Regions from separate parts of the Mus musculus genome. Here region 1 is linked to region 2. A link is a contact called in public HiCAR-type data. All regions are on one chromosome and are shown on one strand. Each heading gives the region's core, a stretch centred on a gene start, on an enhancer-like site or on the middle of the called end of the contact. The rest is flanking DNA. Distances are from core to core; before and after follow the strand shown.

Region 1 (6,512 bases), core at 3,614-6,113, 390 kb after region 2:
AAGAAGCCCTGTGTGCTCAGAAGAGAGCCCTGCAGAAGCTCTGCTCTGAGCAGGGCATGCCCTTGCAGGCAGCGCCTAGGCTGGTGTGAACAGCCGGATGCTTCCCCTCAAGGGTTCCCGGTTTCTCAGACTGTGACTGTTTGGATGTAGGATGTCATTATTGTCATTATTTTAGTTAAGATGAGGTATGTGACACTGAAGTAGAGACTGTGTATCATGACTCTGCCCTGACAAAGGACATGAAGGCATAAAGAGATAGATACTGTGTGTGTGTGTTATGATGTTTGTGTATTTGTATGTGTATGCACATGTGTATATGTGTGTTTGTATATGTATGTTTATATGTATGTGTGATGCCTGCATGTCTGTGTACATGTGGCATATCTATGTGTATTTTTATGTATTTGTACCTATTTGTGTGTATATATGTGTAGTATATATGTGTTGTGTACTGTACAAGTGTGTACATGTATACATATTGTATTTGTATATGTGTGGTGTGTGTTCATAGTATATGTGTGTGTATTGTATTGGTGTGTGTGTATGTGTGTGTGTGTGTGTTCAGGGCAGAATTGGTAGTGGTTGTCTTGGTGCTTAGGCTTCAGGCAACTCCACCCTGGGAGTTAGAGGAGCGAGCATCCTTGTGTTTCCTGGGAGAGTGGCTCATGGAGCCGTTGATATTGCTGAGGTCTGTGGTCACAGAATCTCCCACCTAGTACAACAGAACTTTAAAGACAGGTTATACTTCAGAAGGCAGAAACCAGGCAGACAAGATCTCTAGGCTAGAGCCCTGTGGTAAGAAGCTCAACATACAAGAGCAAAGGGTTGACAGGAGGTGGAGAGATCACTTGTCCTAGATCCATGCCACAAATGCTGAAAGAGATCACAAACATAGCGAAACTGTGACCATAAAACAGTAAAGTCATGGCTACCTGAAGTGACCCACAGTAAAGGACTATCCACAGGGCTGAAGGTGTTTCTGCCATATTCAACAAGTTGGCAAAGTCTTCAAATCAGTTACTTGATTTTTATAAATTTCACCTATTTATAAGGCACAAGAATCTAACACTGCCTCTTCACAGGGCAATATACAAGAGTGGGCTCACTGTAAAATATACCCCAGGGTGTGTCTCTAAGCCAACATACCCTTCATGTATAATAGTCTGACACTCTGGCTATGTACCCAGAACTTCTGCTGTCCCAGGTCACCTGACATCATTATGTGGTGAGCAGCCAAGCTCCACCATATTCCTCTGGGAAAGAGAATCAGCTCTGTCCCATTCATTCAGCCCCAAGCAAGCCATTGTCTATTAACTTAGGTTGTACCTGAATTCCAAGTGGCCCAGTCTATCCAGGACTCCAGTTTTTCAGCTGTTGACTGAATTGCCTAATCAGTCCTGTGGAAAAGCAAACAAACAAATGAACCACAAAAAAATGAGCCCAAACAGACAGTGCAATCCAACAGCTTCCCAAGTTGCCTGGTTTAAATGGGCCCCAAATGCAAGCAGTTGGTGTTTTATTTAAACCATGTGTATTTATATAAATATGAGAAGCTGTCTGCTCTCTGCCCACAGAGTAATTGTCTAGGTCTATCACCTAATTATCTCAACACATTTAGCAAGCAAGATATTAAAACAGAAGATTAGCTATTAAAAGGCATCTTTAAAGAACAGAAATGAGATCTGCATGGAGTGGTGTTTAGTCCCAAGGAGGAAATGCATGCACACAGCACACCATCAGACACATGGGTCTAGCTCTGAAACATTGAGCTGCATAGAACAAAGATGAAAACTTCTTACTGTATCCAGATTTTTAAAAATGAAGAATGTGGATTTTCATGTTGTTTGCAAAATAATGCTTGGCTATCTGGACCCAGAGATGCCATCTTCAGAGGTACAAAGAACAGGTATTGCAGGTATGCCCTCTGAGGCAATACATTTCAGGTACCCCCAGAAAAGAGCCCAGACCTGGAGCCCATCATAGCAGCTAGAACCTTAGCAGGACTTGCTCCTGGCAGTGATGCATCGAGGGCTCTCCTCCTATTGTTGTCTCCTCCACTCTGCTTCCTGAAGCTGGCATCTTCAGGGTCATGTTGCAGGATAGTGTGCTGCCTATCACTAAGTCTTATGGTGAAATGGCACCTTTAGGCATATGTAGACTCTGCAGAGCTGTCTACAGTAGTGTCACTTACATGTGACATCTAGTTTCTTCACTCTGAGGGCAGGGAGAGGCTATCTTTCCTTTTCAAGATATTAGGGATAAAATCAGGCCTTGAACATACTATGCCAGCACCTGCCACTAAGACCAAGGTCTTCTGTGGCTACCCATCTTTCTTAGTCAGGGTTTCTATTCCTGCACAAACATCATGACCAAGAAGCAAGTTGGGGAGGAAAGGGTTTATTCAGCTTACAATTCCATACTGCTGTTTATCACCAAGGAAGTCAGGACAGGAACTCAAACAGGTCAGGAAGCAGGAGCTGATGCAGAGGCATGGAGGGATGTTCTTTACTGGCTTGCTTCACCTGGCTTGCTCAGCCTGCTTTCTTATAGAACCAAGACTACCAGCCCAGAGATGGTCCCACCCACAAGGGGCCTTTCCCCCTTGATCACTAATTGAGAAAATGCCTTACAGTTGGATCTCATGGAGGCATTTCCTCAACTGAAGCTCCTTTCTCTGTGATAACTCCAGCTGTGTCAAGTTGACACAAAACTAGCCAGTACACCATCTATCCCTGTTCTCCTGAGTCTGCAATGACTCTGCTCCTGGCATGCACATTTACCAAGAACACTCTTGGCTTTCATTTCTGTTCTTTAGACAGCCAGGCTAGGCAATTTGTCCCTTAGACATCTAGCTTAGATGCTGGCACAAAAGAGATACAGAGACATTGATTAGCAGATGTGAGACGAATCCTGCCCTGAAAAAGTCACAGCTTCTCTGGCCTGGGCTTCAGAGGAAGTCTGACTATTATCCCATATGGAGAAACTCAAACTGAGACCTCCCAGAGGACAGGGTATGATCCATACATGCAAGGGTCTCTCCTGGTACTGGTAGGAACAAACTCTCCATATGCTTCAGAGCAGACTCTAGCAGAGCTACATGGTAAGATGCCTGAGTGACAGCTGGATCTTCCACTCAGAAAGGCTGTATTAGAGAGAGAATTAACAGCCCTCCTCCATCTCCTGTTCCCTGCACTAGAGGGAGTCTCTGAATCCATTTCTCCTTTACCACATGTTCACATCCCCCATGAGCAGAGCACTATTGAAGAAGACAGTAAAACCATATCATGGCTCCCAACTCTGTGCAACGTGGCTCTTCGGCAGGTCAAGATCTCTTGTTCCTCCAGGGCCCCTGTGTCGTTTCTCAATCTTCCCAGCATGGATGAGGTATAGGCTTTCAGGACAGTGTCCTCATTGGTCAGACTCCATAAGTAACAACCAGGGATACCAGGGACTATGAGCACAGATAACACTACAGCTCATTTTCTCCCTGGGCAGCAAACATATGGAAGATGGGAAGTACTGCTAAGCATTTGAAGAAGCTCAAAGTTATAGAGTTTTTGTGACATAGCTGTATGAACATACACGGCTTCAACCCTTTCTCCTTGTAGAGAATGGCGAGGAGGTTCCAATACTGAATGCTGTGAAGTGTGGTGTTAAAAACTTCCAAAACAAAGACATAAAGAACAAGATCTATTCAAGACAACAAATGACCTCAAGCTGCACGACTTGTGTCTGGACCCTGCCGAGGGACAGCAAGGAATGAAGAATGGGCAGGCATACATATAGAAGAGCTGGGGTGGAGTGGGGTATGAACACCACTATGTAACTCAGAACCTCTACATACATGTAGAGTTAACTTATCTCCATCGGAAGTCTCTGCCCGTCAGCACTCTTAGGCTGTAAGATCCAGGAAGAGCAAGCTGCTGCTGTAAGTTTTTGTGTACACTGATCAGCAGTCTGGTCTCACATTCACACTTGGGCACGTGGCCTCTGCCCATGTCTTTCCACTTATGCCAAGAACAGAAGGAACAGCATGGAGGCCATTCATTTTCTATATTTAGTATGTTTCTCACCTGATATATCTTAAAAATCTTTATTAATTATTATTTATAATAATTTTTTAGTGAACCAGGAAGAACCCAAGAACCAACGTATGCTGTACGTAAGTTTGTTCTTGTTCTTTTTTCCCAGAAGGGCCATGTGGCAAAGCTGTGGGCTGGTGACCTGAAGGGGCTTTACATGTTTGATTGCTGGTAATAAAGACTTATTCTATTAAAAGCCGTGGTCCTGAAGCATGGCTACCTGGCATAAACCGTGTTCTAATCTTGGTCCCTCCTAGCATCTGTTTATTATATTTGTTTCAGACACGTTGCTCCTCAAGTTGCATTCACCTGTCTGTGTTCACATTTGTAGAGTTGAACTGTGCCAGTCCTACCTAATGGGCTCTGTTTCTCTTAATGCAGTAACTGTCCTGGCTGTAGCAGCCTTCCAGCCTGCTTGTGATCCCAAGCTGTGGGGTAGGAGTAGAAGTCAGCATAGTACCAGCACCCTCCAAAACACCCAAACTGTGAGTCCTCAGTAGTCCATACTAATGAGTGGTTTCAGAGGAAGGTACAGACCCACAGGGCAAGTCTGGCTCTTTCCTTACCCCATCCTCAGGTAGCCAGAGGGGCATCTGGAGCCCCTTTGTCCCCAAGACCTTCTGCCCCACCCTTGTTAGTAAATGAAAAGCAACTATCTTGTGAATAACAATATTAAAACCACCCTTAATTAGTTCCTGGGGTGGGAGGGCAGTGCACAGCTCGGCTCTAGAGTAGTGATTTATTCATGAGGGACAAGATACAACTCAAATTAGCATGATGATGTCAGCAAGCAAGGCTTCAGAGCCCTCTATACATCAAGGCAGCTCTCAGAGCTGCCTGAGATCAGGATTTCCTGGCCAGGGAGAAAAGCCAGCAAACACAGGGAATGGGTTTAAATCCAGAGAAGCTGTTTGCTTTTGTTTGGCTTCCTCTCCACCCACAAATACCTCAATTCACAGTATCCTTTGTGTCTGACCTTGGTTTAAGTGCTGGAGTGTGAAATCCTTGCAATCATCAACTTAAGCCCCTTCCCCCACTCCTCCGCCAGATCATGCTTTGTCCCAGCTACACAGTCCCCCCTAGTTACAGCCATCTTCATCAGAGGATCAGCAGGCAGCCACACTCAGACCTTGAGGAAACACAGAAAAGACTACCATAGTCCCTACTGCTGGCAGTCACCCACGAAGACAGGAGATTTGGGAGGGTGCTCCCCCCTTGGTGCTGGAGGAATAGCCCTTCTAGAGGGAGACACTGCCTTTGCATCAAGGGCTTGAGCTTGCTTGAATTTCATATGCTGAATCTAATCCTAACTCAGGCCCTGTAATGATGAGCAGACTGGAAACAGCTGCTGCAAAAGAGACAGCAGGAACAAGTTTGAAAAATCCGAGATTTGTTTTTAACACACACGCATAAACACACATGCACACACACACACACACACTCCTTTCCCACAGAGTTTGTTTTTATGGTCAATTTATTACATTTTAAAAATTTTATTTAAAATAATCACTTTGAGGGAAAGGATACTTCACTTAGAAAGTTTTGGATTAATAATTTGACATTGCAACTTTTTGGCCTAATCTTGGGAGCATTATTAATCTCAGCATGAATGTTGTCCTCTTTAAAATCATGGGTGCTAGCCGGGCATGGTGGTGCACCCCTTTAATCCCAGTACTTGGGAGGCAGAGGCAGGTGGATTTCTGAGTTTGAGGCCAGCCTGGTCTACAAAGTGAGTTCCAGGACAGCCAGGGCTACAGAGAAACCCTGTCTCAAAAAACCAAAAACAAAACACAAAAAACAAACAAACAAACAAAAAAGACTTAAAATCATGGGTGCTTAATACTTAGTACATCACAATTGTGTTCAGGAGAAATATACAGATTTTAACTCCCTGTCAGCAAGAGTGTGTAACTGAGCAAAGTTTAAATCACAACTATAGAACTATCTTATGGAATAACTTCTGAGTACAGATCGCTTTCCTTGGACTATTGTCTGTGACTTCGATAGCAAGTGCCATTATAAGCTGATTGGTTCTAAGTCTATTGGCTCCAAGAGACAGTTTTGAACATAATTTGGCCTAGACAGCTTCCCTCACCATAGACAGAACTTAGGTCTACAGTCAAGGAGGGGGCAGGAGATCTGCCAGGATTTCCACAAGAGAAACTTTTGTCTAGTTTTACACTAAAGTGCACTAAGGTTTTGAGGGGGAGAGATAAGAGCCAGAGCGTCAGAGGAATGTTGTTTCCTGAGAGGCTGTCTAGACAAGACACGTGGTTTGCTGGCTTGTACCCTTAAGACCCTCAAGACCCCTACCTGAAGGCAGTTTGGAGGTGGTAGACACCAACCCTGAAATTGATGTGCACCATGAAATCCTGGGAACCCTAGGGGATAGATACTCCAGGGGTTCTGCACCATCCCTACCTTACACCA
Region 2 (6,800 bases), core at 3,870-6,369:
CTGGGAGTAGGCAGGACTGTGGGGACTGTTGGTTGGCATTTGAAGAGCTAACCTGGTACGTGCAGATCTGCTGACATGGTAGGGATGCCTCTGTCTTTGTGAAGGATACTATATGTGGGGCTCAAGGTTCATGAGAGTGACAAAAAGCCCTAAATCCTGCATCCCTGTGTGGCTGCACCCCACAGGAAAGTCTGCACTCATGGCTAGGGCCAGGAGGCTGGATTCAGTGCTGGAGGACTCTTTTTTTCAGAGCAAGGCAGGGTCAGTGACTTCAGTATCTTGTGTTTTGGATCTAATTGAAACAGAGACCAGGGGTTAATGAGCACCAACTACTTTCATTAGGTTTACATGGACTTGACCTCACAATGATGCAGGAACAACACCGATAATCAGAGACACTGGCAGCAACTGCCATACAGCAGCCTGTTGATTTTGATGGCTATAATTTTGTTATGATTCAAGAAGATTTTGCAGTTAGGTTTATGAGGAGTTTTGTGTCTGTTAAACATACAGAAATAAAGCTAAATAAAAACCTTGGAAATCTACGTAAATATGAGTGTAGAGATGGTAGGATGCCTTGGATTTCACAAAGTCTGCTCTGTCTACCTAAAGTTTGGACAAAAACTGATTCAGCCAGTTCCCTAAAAGGAACATCAATATGTTATTCCCTTTCTTTTGTCAAAGTTTATGGAATGTATAGAGTCTGTTGAGTTTCCTTGTAGTGAATATAACATCTAAATATTAAATCTCAGACTTCAGGAAGAGTCATAGATTGGACATGGTAGGTAAGGAAGGAAGTATAAATGCCCTATCTCTTGCATCCCCAGGTGGGATGATTCTAGTGCAATGGCCATTTTAGTATCTGGAACATTCCTGTGAGACTGACTATGTGCCAGGCTGTGCAGTGCTAGCTGACCTGAGAGCATATGAAAAGAAATTCAGCCTCCCTGATCTCACTTGTCCACTGTGCTTCCCCCCACCCAGGTTTTGCTGTGTGCACATGTGTGTGTACATGTGCATGTGTGTGCATGTGTGTATGTTCATATGATGTGTGGTATGTGTGTGCACATGTGTATGTGTGGGTGCATGTGCATGCATCTGTTTGCATGTGTGTTCCTGCATATATATGTGTGGTATGTGTGGTGTGTGTGGTGTGTGTGTAGTGTGTATGTGTGAATGTGTGCATGTGTGCATCCATGTGTATGTGGTATAGTGTGTGTACATGTGCATGTGTGTGTGCATTGGATAGGCTTGGGGGCAGAAATAGGAACAGAAGTTTGCCCGAGGAAGAACTCAATGTCATCTCCTTCCCCTGACACCTACCCTGGCTCATCAGGTGAACATGACTGCCACCCAGCTTTCTCTACATCTTTGTTAAATATAAGTGGACAGCCCAGGATGACTGGACACTTTGAGAAAACCTGCAGTAAAAGACAGGAGACACAGGAAAAGAAAGTGTAGAATAGAGAGAACACCGAAAGTAAATAAATACAGAGTCACAGCTCCCAGAAAAGCAGAGAGCTAGGACAGGGATCTGACAAAAATTGTAACTGTATTGGAAAACAGTGTGCGTGTGACAGGAGTGTGCTGGGTGCAATGGTGGACCGTTCGTTTCCCATACTGAGTTCTATGTAGCACTGACCTTGAAAACCCAAGAAGATACCACATGAATATGGCATTACAGACTACTGCCACTATTCTTTACCACCCAGAACCTGATGTTAAAATCTATTGATGAAGATGCCATATGTTTGAGTGAGAGGACTTGGAGAAGTCAAGCTGGCACCAACCTCGAAGTTTCTATCTATGCTGGCAAGCTTTCACAGTGCTGGAAGGTTGCATGTCTGCTCCTGGGGGAGAACAGTTATTGGCAGCCTTATCTAGCAGTGATCCCTGTGAGCTATAGCCATGACTGCCCTGTCAAGATGCACCCGCTGGTGCAATAATGGAGGAGTATTGCAGGAATAACTAACACTCTCATCTTGGGTTTAAAGTCTCCTTTACAAGTCCTCAAGTGAAACTGTGTGGTCTTTTGATGCCCTGCTTTCTAGGCAGGATGCTATTTTGATATTTAAGCCAGAGCTTACATATTATCTTTCTGGGGAAGTCAGGCAAATGTGTGAGAGATGTGAGGACAAGATGGGGTGTCAGGACTGCAGGAGGGGGTTTATGAGGTCTTTGTCCTGTTGTAGATTCTCTGTTCATGCAGCTTTGTGTGGAGTCTCTGAAGAGTGGATCCACACTGCTCACAGCTTCTAGGCAGTTTAAGGAAGAGCCATCATGAGTGGGAAGGCTCTGGAGGGTTTCTGACTGCCGTCCCCAGGTGTACAGCGTGTACACTCATATGAGCATCACTCAGAAGGAAATATGTGCATGTCTGTTTTCAGAGCCTAAGGCCTGATCAGATGAGAGAGGTCATAGACCTGTGCCCCTCAGTGGCTGAAGGCAAGTGAAAGGCCTGCTTCAGTGGCCAGCTAGGGTGGGATGCTGCTTGCTTAAAAGATGGGAATTGATGTGTCTGCCTCAGGTACATCTCGGGGCTGTTGTCCTCTGCCTTCACTGTTCTATGCTTTTATCTGTCTTGGGGGAATTTTGCCCTGGAGGACTGCTTTGGGCTCTTGAAAGTCTAGTGTGGGGGCTACTGCAGGTCTTTTGGTGTTCATGGATGCAGCCACTGTGTCAGAAGACAGTCACAGCATTTATTGGTGATTGGAGGAAGCCACAAAGATGTCTTCTGCGACACCAGCTCAGGGCTTGACCCTTCCTTCCTATGCACTGCTTACACACTGCAATGATCTCTATGCCATGCTGCTTTCTGTCTCAGTCTCTTCCTATGGGTAAAAATGTTCCAAAGTCATTTTGTGTCAAAGGTAAGAAACTCACATTGGCTGGGCTGGCAGTCTCCACAATAAGTGCCCCTCAACCTAGCCCTTCCCTACGCATGTCCACATGGTCAGAGGCAATTCATTTGCTTTTACCAAGGACACCTCAGTCAAGTAGATAGTTGCTGCTGCTCTGTGGTCTAAAGCCAGCCCCCCACCCAGTGCTATGTTTGGCTTGCCTAGGCCACTGTCAGCCCTAGAAAGGGTCTACTCTTGGTGTTGCCTTGTCCTGTCCCCTGGGTCATTGAACCTGGGGTGATTACTCCTTACCTGGGTATGAAGGTGCCAATAAAATGGAATGCCTGTCTGTCCCCTTTGTTCTTAGAAAATTGCCTGCTTAGCTCAGAGCTGTCTTACCCAAGCCTGGGCAGCTTCAGTACCCTGCTCACTACTGTTACTGTCACCTGGGCGTTGGCAGAGATGTCCCCTTGTATTCTCTAATACCATGTAGTATTACTGGTACCACAGCATCCTGACAGCCTATGTATGGCATTGGTCCTTTAACTGAAACTCAGCTTCTCAAGGTGGGAATGTGTGGGTACATCTAAGGAGAGCTGAGGCCATTTCGTCAGAGCTCCATGAACAGTGGGGTCACCGTGATAGTTGGCTCAAGGGGTGTAGAAGGGTAGGAAATGAATGGCCCAGGGAGGGGCAGATCTCAGAGAAGGAAGGCCTCTCAATGAGAGTAGAACTTTGAAGTGACTTGCTGGTACACATCTGGTTTTCTTTGGTTGTTCTGAGCTAGAGGGAGATACAAAGTTTGGGAAGCTGCCCATCATTAGCAGAGCTCTGGTATCCTGGCTGGTGGTCAGGTTATGTCCTAGTCACTGTCCTTGTGTGCACTGTCACTGACCTTGTGTGCACTGTCACTGACCTTGTGTGCACAGTCACTGACTTTGTGTGCACTGTCACTGTTCTTGTGTGCACTGTCACTGACCTTGTGTGCACTGTCACTGTTCTTGTGTGCACTGTCACTGACCTGGTGTGCACCATCACTGACCTTGTGTGCACTGTCACTGACCTTGTGTGCACTGTCACTGACCTTGTGTGCACAGTCACTGACTTTGTGTGCACTGTCACTGTTCTTGTGTGCACTGTCACTGACCTTGTGTGCACTGTCACTGTTCTTGTATGCACCGTCACTGACTTTGTGTGCACTGTCACTGACCTTGTGTGCACAGTCACTGACCTTGTGTGCACTGTCATTGTCCTATGTGCACTATCACAGTCTGTGGTTAGAACTGTTGTAGTGGAGCTCCAAGACTGAGATGAGTACCATCCAGTTCTGAGAAAGGAAGACTGTCCATTTACCTCTTCTTGCCTAGGCATCACCAGTTGTCTCAAAGCATGGCAAGGAGCACTTAAGGGGCCCCTGGTCTCAGGGAGCTAGCTCCCCAGGAAGGGCCTGGTTGTATAGGGAATTAACTTCTCACATGGGACCAGGGAAATGGAGAGTCAGCTCCCAATCAGGGGCCCGGACATATGGATCAGCTCTGCATGAGGGTCTCAGTGTGCAGAGGACAAGCTCCCCATTAAGTATGTGGGAATACAGGGAGTGACCTACTCCTCATGAGGGGCTTGGGCATAGGGAGTCTGATGCCCATAAGGAATCTTTGGGTGCAGAGGTATGGCTTCCTATAAGGCACTTGAGGCTGCTGGAAGCTGGGTCCCCAAAGAGGGACCCCAGGCTGATGGCAGAGACTTGAGGGAGGGAGAAGGAGGAGAGTAACAATCCCTGCAGCTAGATTAGGGTGTGGTTTGAGGTTGGGCAGGTGGGGGAGGAGAGGGAGTAAGAGCTGAGAACTAATGTTGTGCCTCCCAGCTACTTTGTGGGAGAAACTTGCAAGGTGAAGAGCTGGCTCAGGTCAGCCTGCTCTGTCAACCATCAGACTCCCATCCTCCTAAGCACTAGTTAATTCAGCTTTGACGAACATAGAGTAACCACAGCATTTGGAAGAAGCACCAACCAGCCATGAGAAATTGGTTTGAAAAAAAACAAGAAATCTTATCTGTTGAAAATTATGCCCCCCCAAAGAATTTCTGTTGCCAGGTGCAAGGCTTCTTGAGCAGGAAATCCAGCGAGGTCAGAGGCTCAGCGGGGCGCTGGGTGGAGCAGGGGCCTTTCTGTTGTCTGAGGGAAGCTCTTTCAGCCTCGGATTCATGCTCTAAATGTCAGCTCTCACACTGGGAGCCATTTCTGCATCATTTATGTGGAGCTGAAGTCAGGGGTGGTTCTGCCAGGCAGCTCTTGTAGAGACAGTCTCCACACCCACGGGAACCTGGCTGAACTTCAGCTCTCTTCATGGTGTTAATTGGCGAGCATGTTAAGTACACTTGACCTTTTTAAATTTATAACCACGGTGTTTAAGTTTCCTAGGTGTTTGCAGGATTTTCAAACTTAGGCTTTTGACTGAAAAGGAGAAAAAAACAAAACCTGGGGAGCAGGGGAAAGCGGGGCTCACACCCTGTGCAACCCGATGTTTTCAGGTTTTTTCCCCTTGGCTGTTCTGTCCTTCTGCCTTTTGCGGCCAGAATCAATGGGTTTGATAAGATATCCTCAGGGATGGGGGCTTCTCTAAAGATTTCCCTTCTTCATGGAGCTTGGGGCCCACAGGTACTCTATGTTTACAGACATGCACTCTGCAGGCTCATTTTGGTTGTAGCTGGGCTGTTGGGGAAGGGGGGAGGGGAAGGGGGGAGGGGGGAGGGGAAGGGGGGAGGGGGAAGGGGGAAGGACACACAGAGGGAGGCAGATGCTCATCTGGAAAGCAAAAGATCCAGATCCCTACCTCTGCCACCTGCTCTTATTATCCTTTTGTCCTTAGTGGGGGGGAAAATTACTACCCAAATCCTACCAGCTGGGATGAGGACCTCAAAGTCACAGAGAAGACTTTGTGATAGTGATGGCTATAAGGATAGGGTGTCCTATTTGCAGGGGACACTTGGAAGTCAGCCTTCACTGCGGTTTTGTAATGTCACTTTGTGAGCAGATCATACTATGTGCAGAGCTGAGTTTCCTCAGATACCCATGCTCACCCTCATTGGACATGGGCAGTGCTGGTCAGGGCTCTGGATGGAGTTGTGGGTGTGGGTTTTACATGGCTCCACTCTAGTTAGGGCACTGGGCGTGATAGAGTACTGGGCACTGTTCTAGGCAGAGCAGGGTTTGAGAAAAAGCATTGGGTGGGGTGCCTTCAAATACATGTGTGCCTACTGAGCACTCTGAATATCCAGGAGAAATGGTCATTTTTACAAGGTCGGCTGACAAAGGCAATAGAAGGCCCTTTGTTGTGTTGGGGACTACGTTGGTTTCTAGGTCTAATTGGAACCTTTCCTGGTCCAGACAATGCTGGAGTTACTGATAAATCCCTACCATCCCAGCTCCCCCCATACTGACAGTCCTGTTTATTTTGCCATGATGTCCAAAGTGAGTCTTTGTCTTTCAGAGCATCAGCATCTTTCCTAGCTCGTCTCTATGTCCAAGACCTCAGTAATGCTGATGGCTGCCCCTGTTCTCCTTGTCAGAGAGACCAATATCATGGGAGCTCCCAGAAGACATACATAGAAGGAGTATGAGTGGGGGTTTGTTTTATGTTCTCCTGGTTCCCTTCAGGAGGGCTGCAGTCACTGGCTGCTGTCCCTAGGCCAAGGGTTACTCCAACATGTCCTCAACTTTCCTCCTCTGCTGTATTCTCTCATATGAGCATGGTAAGTCATGGCTGAATCAGCCCATCATATTCCCAAGCCAGCTCCTAAACAGTCCCCACCTGACTGCTGATTACTGGATATCATGTCATGGGGGTGAATGTATTTCTGCTTTGTTTTAAAATTGGTTGGCACCACACTGCCTATGGGACTTACTTGCCTGGTGCTCAGATCTCTGCTTCCTTGGAGGACTGGCATGATCTGGCATGACTT

Evidence for each region. HiCAR-type assays count read pairs that join an accessible place to other places.
Region 1: a contact with region 2 is called in a HiCAR-type map of embryonic stem cells, with 2.8 times the contacts expected there. The contact joins two enhancer-like sites. A contact is called at or near these places in 7 of 484 Hi-C or Micro-C datasets (cerebellum, cortical neurons, embryonic stem cells and 2 more) and 4 of 115 datasets of contacts at active chromatin or transcription factors (embryonic basal ganglia, embryonic forebrain and embryonic stem cells).

What each region holds. Positions count from the first base shown.
Region 1 is chr12:117,042,963-117,049,474 of GRCm38.p6, forward strand. All of the region lies in intron 12 of Ptprn2 (protein tyrosine phosphatase, receptor type, N polypeptide 2), which reads left to right. Among named protein-coding and RNA genes, the nearest start is that of Gm10421, 110 kb to the right of the region's middle. Within about 2 kb of position 4,864, at least 51 of the 459 cell types and tissues checked have an H3K27ac peak or open chromatin away from gene starts, as enhancers often do. A contact at or near this core is called in embryonic stem cells, where this site is marked.
Region 2 is chr12:116,655,227-116,662,026 of GRCm38.p6, forward strand. All of the region lies in intron 2 of Ptprn2 (protein tyrosine phosphatase, receptor type, N polypeptide 2), which reads left to right. Among named protein-coding and RNA genes, the nearest start is that of Gm31336, 99 kb to the right of the region's middle. Within about 2 kb of position 5,120, at least 33 of the 459 cell types and tissues checked have an H3K27ac peak or open chromatin away from gene starts, as enhancers often do. A contact at or near this core is called in embryonic stem cells, where this site is marked.